Regions from separate parts of the Mus musculus genome. Here region 2 is linked to region 1. A link is a contact called in public Micro-C data. All regions are on one chromosome and are shown on one strand. Each heading gives the region's core, a stretch centred on a gene start, on an enhancer-like site or on the middle of the called end of the contact. The rest is flanking DNA. Distances are from core to core; before and after follow the strand shown.

What was found. A called contact is a pair of places that touch in the nucleus more often than the background predicts.
Region 2: a contact with region 1 is called in a Micro-C map of embryonic stem cells, with 2.0 times the contacts expected there. The contact joins two enhancer-like sites. A contact is called at or near these places in 5 of 484 Hi-C or Micro-C datasets (the G1E-ER4 cell line, the HPC-7 cell line, embryonic stem cells and 1 more), 2 of 115 datasets of contacts at active chromatin or transcription factors (both in embryonic stem cells) and 1 of 9 other capture datasets (embryonic stem cells).

The regions. Positions count from the first base shown.
Region 1 is chr4:123,970,999-123,974,149 of GRCm38.p6, reverse strand. No RefSeq gene overlaps it. Among named protein-coding and RNA genes, the nearest start is that of Rragc, 55 kb to the right of the region's middle. Within about 2 kb of position 1,594, at least 23 of the 459 cell types and tissues checked have an H3K27ac peak or open chromatin away from gene starts, as enhancers often do. A contact at or near this core is called in embryonic stem cells, where this site is marked.
Region 2 is chr4:124,072,178-124,075,328 of GRCm38.p6, reverse strand. No RefSeq gene overlaps it. Among named protein-coding and RNA genes, the nearest start is that of Gm40241, 20 kb to the right of the region's middle. Within about 2 kb of position 1,523, at least 4 of the 459 cell types and tissues checked have an H3K27ac peak or open chromatin away from gene starts, as enhancers often do. A contact at or near this core is called in embryonic stem cells, where this site is marked.

The sequences.
Region 1 (3,151 bases), core at 345-2,844:
ATATACACGCATACACATACACACAGAGAGAGACAGACAGAGACAAAGAAAAATAATAAATTCATGAAATAAAACAGAAAACATAATTTGAAATTCAGAGAACAGTATGATCTTCCCTGTATGTTCCTGAGGCATATATAGATATAAATCCCAGGAATTGTTTTAGAAATTAGCAAATGTAATTACACAGACAAATGGAAAATTTCTTCCTCACAAAATAAAAATGAGTCAATGTATCCTTGATTTTGTTATTTTTACTTTGGAACTTTTAAATGTCTTAATAAAAAATATATATATAGAATTGACTCTAAAAGACAACAAGAAAAAGGATTGCATATATACATATAATTATGTGATGCACACACATATGCCAGTAGAGAACGGTCTCCACATATATTATTAATTGGTGAAAGCAGGACAGCATCGAGGCCAGTTTCTGAGCACTCGTGCGTGCTACAGAATCATACAGAACTCCAACCCTTGGAGGCCTGCCTTTAAACCCAAAGTATACGCATTCAAAGTGGCATGGAACACATACAAAATGCCTTGAAAGATGCAGGAGTAAATTTGCGGAGGAAACGGAACATCCCTGTCCAATCGGGCCCACTATCACTTACCTTGTATAGTGATGGTTTCTGTTCTCTAAATCTTAGATCAAAATCATTGGGTTAGAACCACCTGCATGAGACCTGCAGAATCCCACGGACACAAAAGACAGGCGAGCTTGCATGGGGAATAAGGAGTTTGCCTAGACATGGAAATAACTTACTATCAAAGACCTGAGTGGCACATTTTGCAGGACCGGAGCAGGGGAGGGGGCAGGGGAGATGAATCTTGACTTTCCTGGTTGCCAGCTGTGTTAACTCAAACACAGTCATGCGCTCCTGTTTCTTCACTGCTCTAGAAAGAAATTGTTCCGCTTGCCTTCTAGAGCCTCTCCTGGGGGTTGAATGAGACAATACAAGTAAGGTGCTTAGTTAAAGGGCATGTGTGTAGCAAACATTTAATTAGTAGTCGTTGGAGAGAAGTTAAATTAATTATTTCGCCGTGGTATTGTGGAATATTATGTGGCATTTGGAAAGAATTAGACAGGGCTGTGCCTGCTCATATAGAAAGTGCTCCAGGCACATTCCTCCATGAAAACGAAGCAAATGAGAGACCAGCCTGTATACCAGGAGTGCAATTGGGAAAGGAGAGATTGAGGGAAAAAAATCGTTATGCGCATTCAGATATATGCAAGGTCGCATGCCAGTCTGAGTGCAGGGTTAGCTCTGGGGTTTCGGAAGGAGGTGGGGCTGGAAAAAAAGCAGTTGGTTCATCCCTCTGTGCGCCACCGCACCATGTGAACTTTTTAGTCTAGCATCGATCACTTTTTCAATCTAACAGAGAAGTACATCCCCTCCCCCCGCCCAGCCCCCTCCAACTGTAATGGGAATTGGGGCTCCGGGGCGGCAAGGAGCCCGCTGAGCCCCGCGCTATCAGCTCCGCCATCAGCCGCCATGCGCCCCGCTGCTCACGGCCGGGGCCCAGGCAGTGATGATGAGGCACCGCGCCGTGACAGTGGCCGGAGCTGTGTCGCATTAGCATTGTGCAAGCCCTCTGTATTGGTTCTTTTGTGCTCATTTTCCAGCCAGAGAAACCTGGCGCCGCCCTGGCCGCACCCTGAGCCACCAGGCCACCAAAGCACAGGGCTGCAGACTAGGCCGCTGCACCCCTGGGACCCTGAGGTCCCCAGCCTCCTCCTGCCCAGCCCGTGCTGCTTCGGACTTGGAGAGATGAGAAGGGACAAAAAGTTACCCCCTGGACCTGCCCATGGCCACCTGCCCATGGCCATCTGGGAGGGAAGCACTCGGTGCCTTACGGCACCAGACCAGACCCCACTTCCCCACCCAACAGGCCTTGGTCCACAGCTTTCACAGTTTCACAGTTGAGGCTAAGACTACATGTCACACAGGATTCAACTCCCTAGTGTCCAGCTACTTACCTTACTCTTCCTCCCCCCCCCCCCCCCAGGGATTCATATGTCCAAGGAAATAGGACACACAAGGGTCTTGGACTTAGCGGGGGTCGGGGGGGGTGTCTTGACATTCCAGAAGATACTCCGGAGGAGGGAGCAACAGAGAGCAGCTATGGTGACCCCCTAAGGTAGGCCCAAGAGAGCCCTTGGCTCTAGGAAAGTTTCTGGACAGTTCCAACAGAGAGGCCAGAAAAAGAGTGGCCTTTACCGAAACAGCTAAGTTGCCCAGAGAGTCCAGCATGTTCTGTCTGCTGCCTCGATATCAAAGCGAGTGGCAGTTTCTATCCACCATCCGCGCTCCTCACCAACTCTGACAGGCAGGTTGTCCTGCTCATGCCATTAACTCGTTACCTGGGAAGGGGCATGGTGAGGAGGGGGACAAATCAGGCTATAGTGCTCAAGGGCGTGGTGAGCCAGGACAGGCACACAGATGAAGACTGTTCCAAGACTCCAGAAATATAAGCCATTGTACTGACCACCAGCTGATTGGCAACAGTGCCAAGAGAATCCCGTGGGGCTAATCTCAGCAAATGGTGAGACGTCCAAAATCTCCTCTGTACACCATTTCACGTGGAATTAACCCAAGAACCTGGGAGCCACCAAGTGGGAGAGTAGTCATTTGTCTAGCATGCTCAAGGCTCCCAGCACCATGAGGAAAAAAATCAAAAACCTCAAAACGGACCATAGCCCTAATGGAAGAGGAGGAAGAAAAAGAGGGATAGACAAATCAAAGCCAAAAGCCTTGGAAGATGGTCTGGAGAAATGGCTCAGCAGGTAAGAGCCTGTGCTGTTCTTTCGGAGGATTTTAGTTCTCTTCCCAGAATCCACCTCAATAGCTCATATCCTCCTGGAACTCCAACTCCACAGGACCTTGCGCCCTCTTCTGGCATAGATGGGCACTGCACCCACATGCACAGGCACACATATTTACATTAATTTTTAAGAAAAGGTCTTTTTAAAATAGCTTAGAAAACATGAGACCTGCTTTAAACAAGACAAAAATAAAAATTAAAAACCATTTCACTACAAAACACTGAAAAGGAAACCCCAACGTCTTAATTACTTTTTTATTGCTGTGATAAAACACTATCACCAAGGAAACTTACAAAAAGAAAACATGGAACCGGGCTTATG
Region 2 (3,151 bases), core at 274-2,773, 100 kb before region 1:
CCTCCTAAGTGCTGGGATTAAAGGTGTGTGTCACCACCGCCCGGCAGATCTTGTCTTTTTTATAAGGCAAAATCACTAACTCTGCTACATGGGCACCATCTTCACTATGGCATCTAAATTTAATTACTCTTCAAAGTTGCCACCTCCTTAACATCATCCTATTTGCGATTAGTTAGCATTCCACATAGGGATGGGTGGCCAGGCAGGAACATTAAGCCCACAACACAACTCCAGCAATAGCTGGTGACCTGAGGCGGATCACTTCCTGTGTTAATCCCAGCACTCGGGAGGCAGAGGTTGGCAGCTTTCTGAGTTTGAGGCCAGCCTGGTCTACAAAGTGAGTTCCAGGACAACCAGGGCTACACAGAGAAACCCTGTCTCGAAAAGACAAAATAAATAAATAAATTAATTAATTAATTAATTAAATTTTAAAAAAGAAAGAAAGGAAGGAAGAAAGAAAGAGATTGACCTCTGACCTCACAACACACATCAACACAAACAATGAAAAATAAACTGAAATAAATAAAAGACAGCTAGAGTTGCAGATGGAAGAAAGACATACAGAATGACGTCTCCCTACTGATGCATGGAGAGATTTCTGACCCTAAATTCTGCAGCAAGTGAAGGCTGGAGAAGCATGGGATGACCAACCACGCCAGCTGGGCCGGAGAGAATAAGGCTAAACATTCTCTCCGCAACACGAGGGACCAGCCACCCAGATACCAGCACAGCATAACATAGCAGCAGCCACATTAGGACGCTTAGCATACGGAGCCCTGTTGGTGTGGAGGCCTAAGCTTTTAGATACCAGGAGTAGAGCCTTGCCATGAGATCAATCATAGAGTCGAAGAGAGGGAATTTCATCAAGAGAGTAGATGACGGCTAAGTTGGGGTGGGGTGCTGTCTTAGTTACTTTCCATGTTGGTATGATAAAATATTCTGACAGAAGCAACTAAGGGAGAAATGGCTTATCCTATCACACATTCCACTGTGGCAGGGAAGGCAAGGTACCGGGAGCAGCTGGTCACATGGCATCTGCAATCAGGAAGCAAAAGAATGAATGCATACATGCTAGTGCTCAGTACCACCTCTCCATTTATACAGCCCAGGATTCTCTGCCTAGGGAATGGTTCTGCCCACTGTTCTGATGGGTCTTCTTTTCACAGTGATTAACGTAATCAAGAGAACCATGAGCAGGCCTAGAGGCCCATTTCCCATGTGATGCTAAATTCTTTCAAGTTCACAATTAACACTAGCCATACAATTTTAGAATCCTTATCCTGGGATTAGCTTGTTCCCCAAACCCTGCTAAGCAAAGGAGAAGCCCAAGCAGGACCCAGCATACCGGGGTCTCAGGCCCAGCTCTGCTTCCAAATCTCTATGCAGTGTGAGACAACTCCCAGCCCTGCCTTCTTTCTCTCAAACACCAATGTCAAGGTCAAGGCAGTCTCTACCTCTGAGAAACACCAGTTAAAATGGTTTCCCTTCCTTTTCTTCATCTGGGGGAATGTCTCTGACCCAGGGATCTGCAGGAGGAGTTTCTCCCTTTGCATCCTTTTAGCATATCAATCCCCACATTTCTCTGCTTGAACTTCAGAGCTAAGGGAAGCTGAGCCTTTGCCTATTTAATGCATGGTTTTGCATATTTTCCTGGACTCTTTCAGTTACCCTTTGCCCTTAAGTTGCCCACCACAGATATACTCTGTTCCTGGGCTTAGGGGAGACCCATTCTCTCCATGGCTAATTGGACAGTGGTTCTTCCAGCACGCTCTCTACTCCTTCCTATCAAAGGAGTAGAGAGTTAAGAGTCTAGGGTCAGAGTGGGTTGCAGAAAAGGGGTGGAGAAGGAGGGACTAGATGACTGGACACCAGACAGGGGTTATAGCTTTGCAGTTAGAAGAAAACTATGGTTTGGCTCCCAAGGTTGATGAAATGGAACCAAAGCAGCTGATGCTCTGTGATGAAGCCATGCTCTGCCTGGGTGTCAGCCAAGAAAAGGGGTCCCACACAAGGTGGGGGACTGCACTCTGTAACACTGGGAGCCCTAAGGCTCTTCTAGGAAGGAGAAGAGAGGGAAGCAGGAAAGGGTGTAGAGCAGTCTCTTCAGTCAGTTTCAAGTGTGGTACAAATGTGACAGGGTGCCCTTGTTCCCTTGTGACAGTCTGTCTCTTACTCCACAATCAAAGAGCAGAGAGGGAGGGAGGGAGAGGGAGGGAGAGGAAGGAAGGAAGGAAGGGACAAGAGGGGAAGAGAAGGAGAGGAGGGGAGTGGGGAAAGAGGGCAGGAGAGACAACTTTCTGGAGCTTCCTGCAGCCTCGAACCTCTTGCAAGGGCAGCAAATCTGGCTGGAGTCTGTGGTAGAGCAAAAGAACAACGTGAGCCATAAAGCAAATACCAAGTGCACAGGCCAGGTCCTCTAGCTGCCTTCAGGGTAAGCCCCGGGGATGTAAGGGTCTCCCACCAGGCCCCAGCACTTAAAGACTTTATTCACTCCTGATAAGGCCACTGTGGCAACCAAGTCATCAATGCATTTTGTTTTGGGTGGGGGTGTCATGGTTTGAATATGCTTGGCCCAGGGAGTGGTACTATTTGGAGATGTGTCACTGTGGGCGTGGGCTTTAAGATCCTTGTCCTAGCTGCCTCCAAGTCAGTCTTTTACTAGCCACCTTCAGATGAAGATGTAAAACTCTCAGCGTTGTCTGCCCTGTGCCTACCTAGATGCTGCCATGCTCCCACCTTGATGATAATGGACTGAACCTCTGAACCTGTAAGCCAGCTTCAGATATATGTTGTCCTTTATAAGACTTGCCTTGGCCGTGGTGTCTGTTCCCAGCAGTAAAACCCTAAGTCGGGGAGTATTTGTCCAACCATAGCAACCAGAAGAAGCCTTCAGAGGCACCCCAATCAGCTATTGATGAGTAACACACAGCCTCCATCAGGGACCACTGGAGGTGTTCATTTAGGTTCATCTACAGGTTGGGGGTGGGTTGCAGCTAATCCAGGCTGGGCTTGGCAGGCCAGCTTCAAACTACAGGTTCAGCCCGAGTCTGTGTTACACTTAGTCCTCCTTCATGGGCCAAGTTTCCTAGGGCATGATCTTCTCATGGTGCAAGTAAGAGCACCTCCATGAATTCTGTCCCTGTTGTTGGCC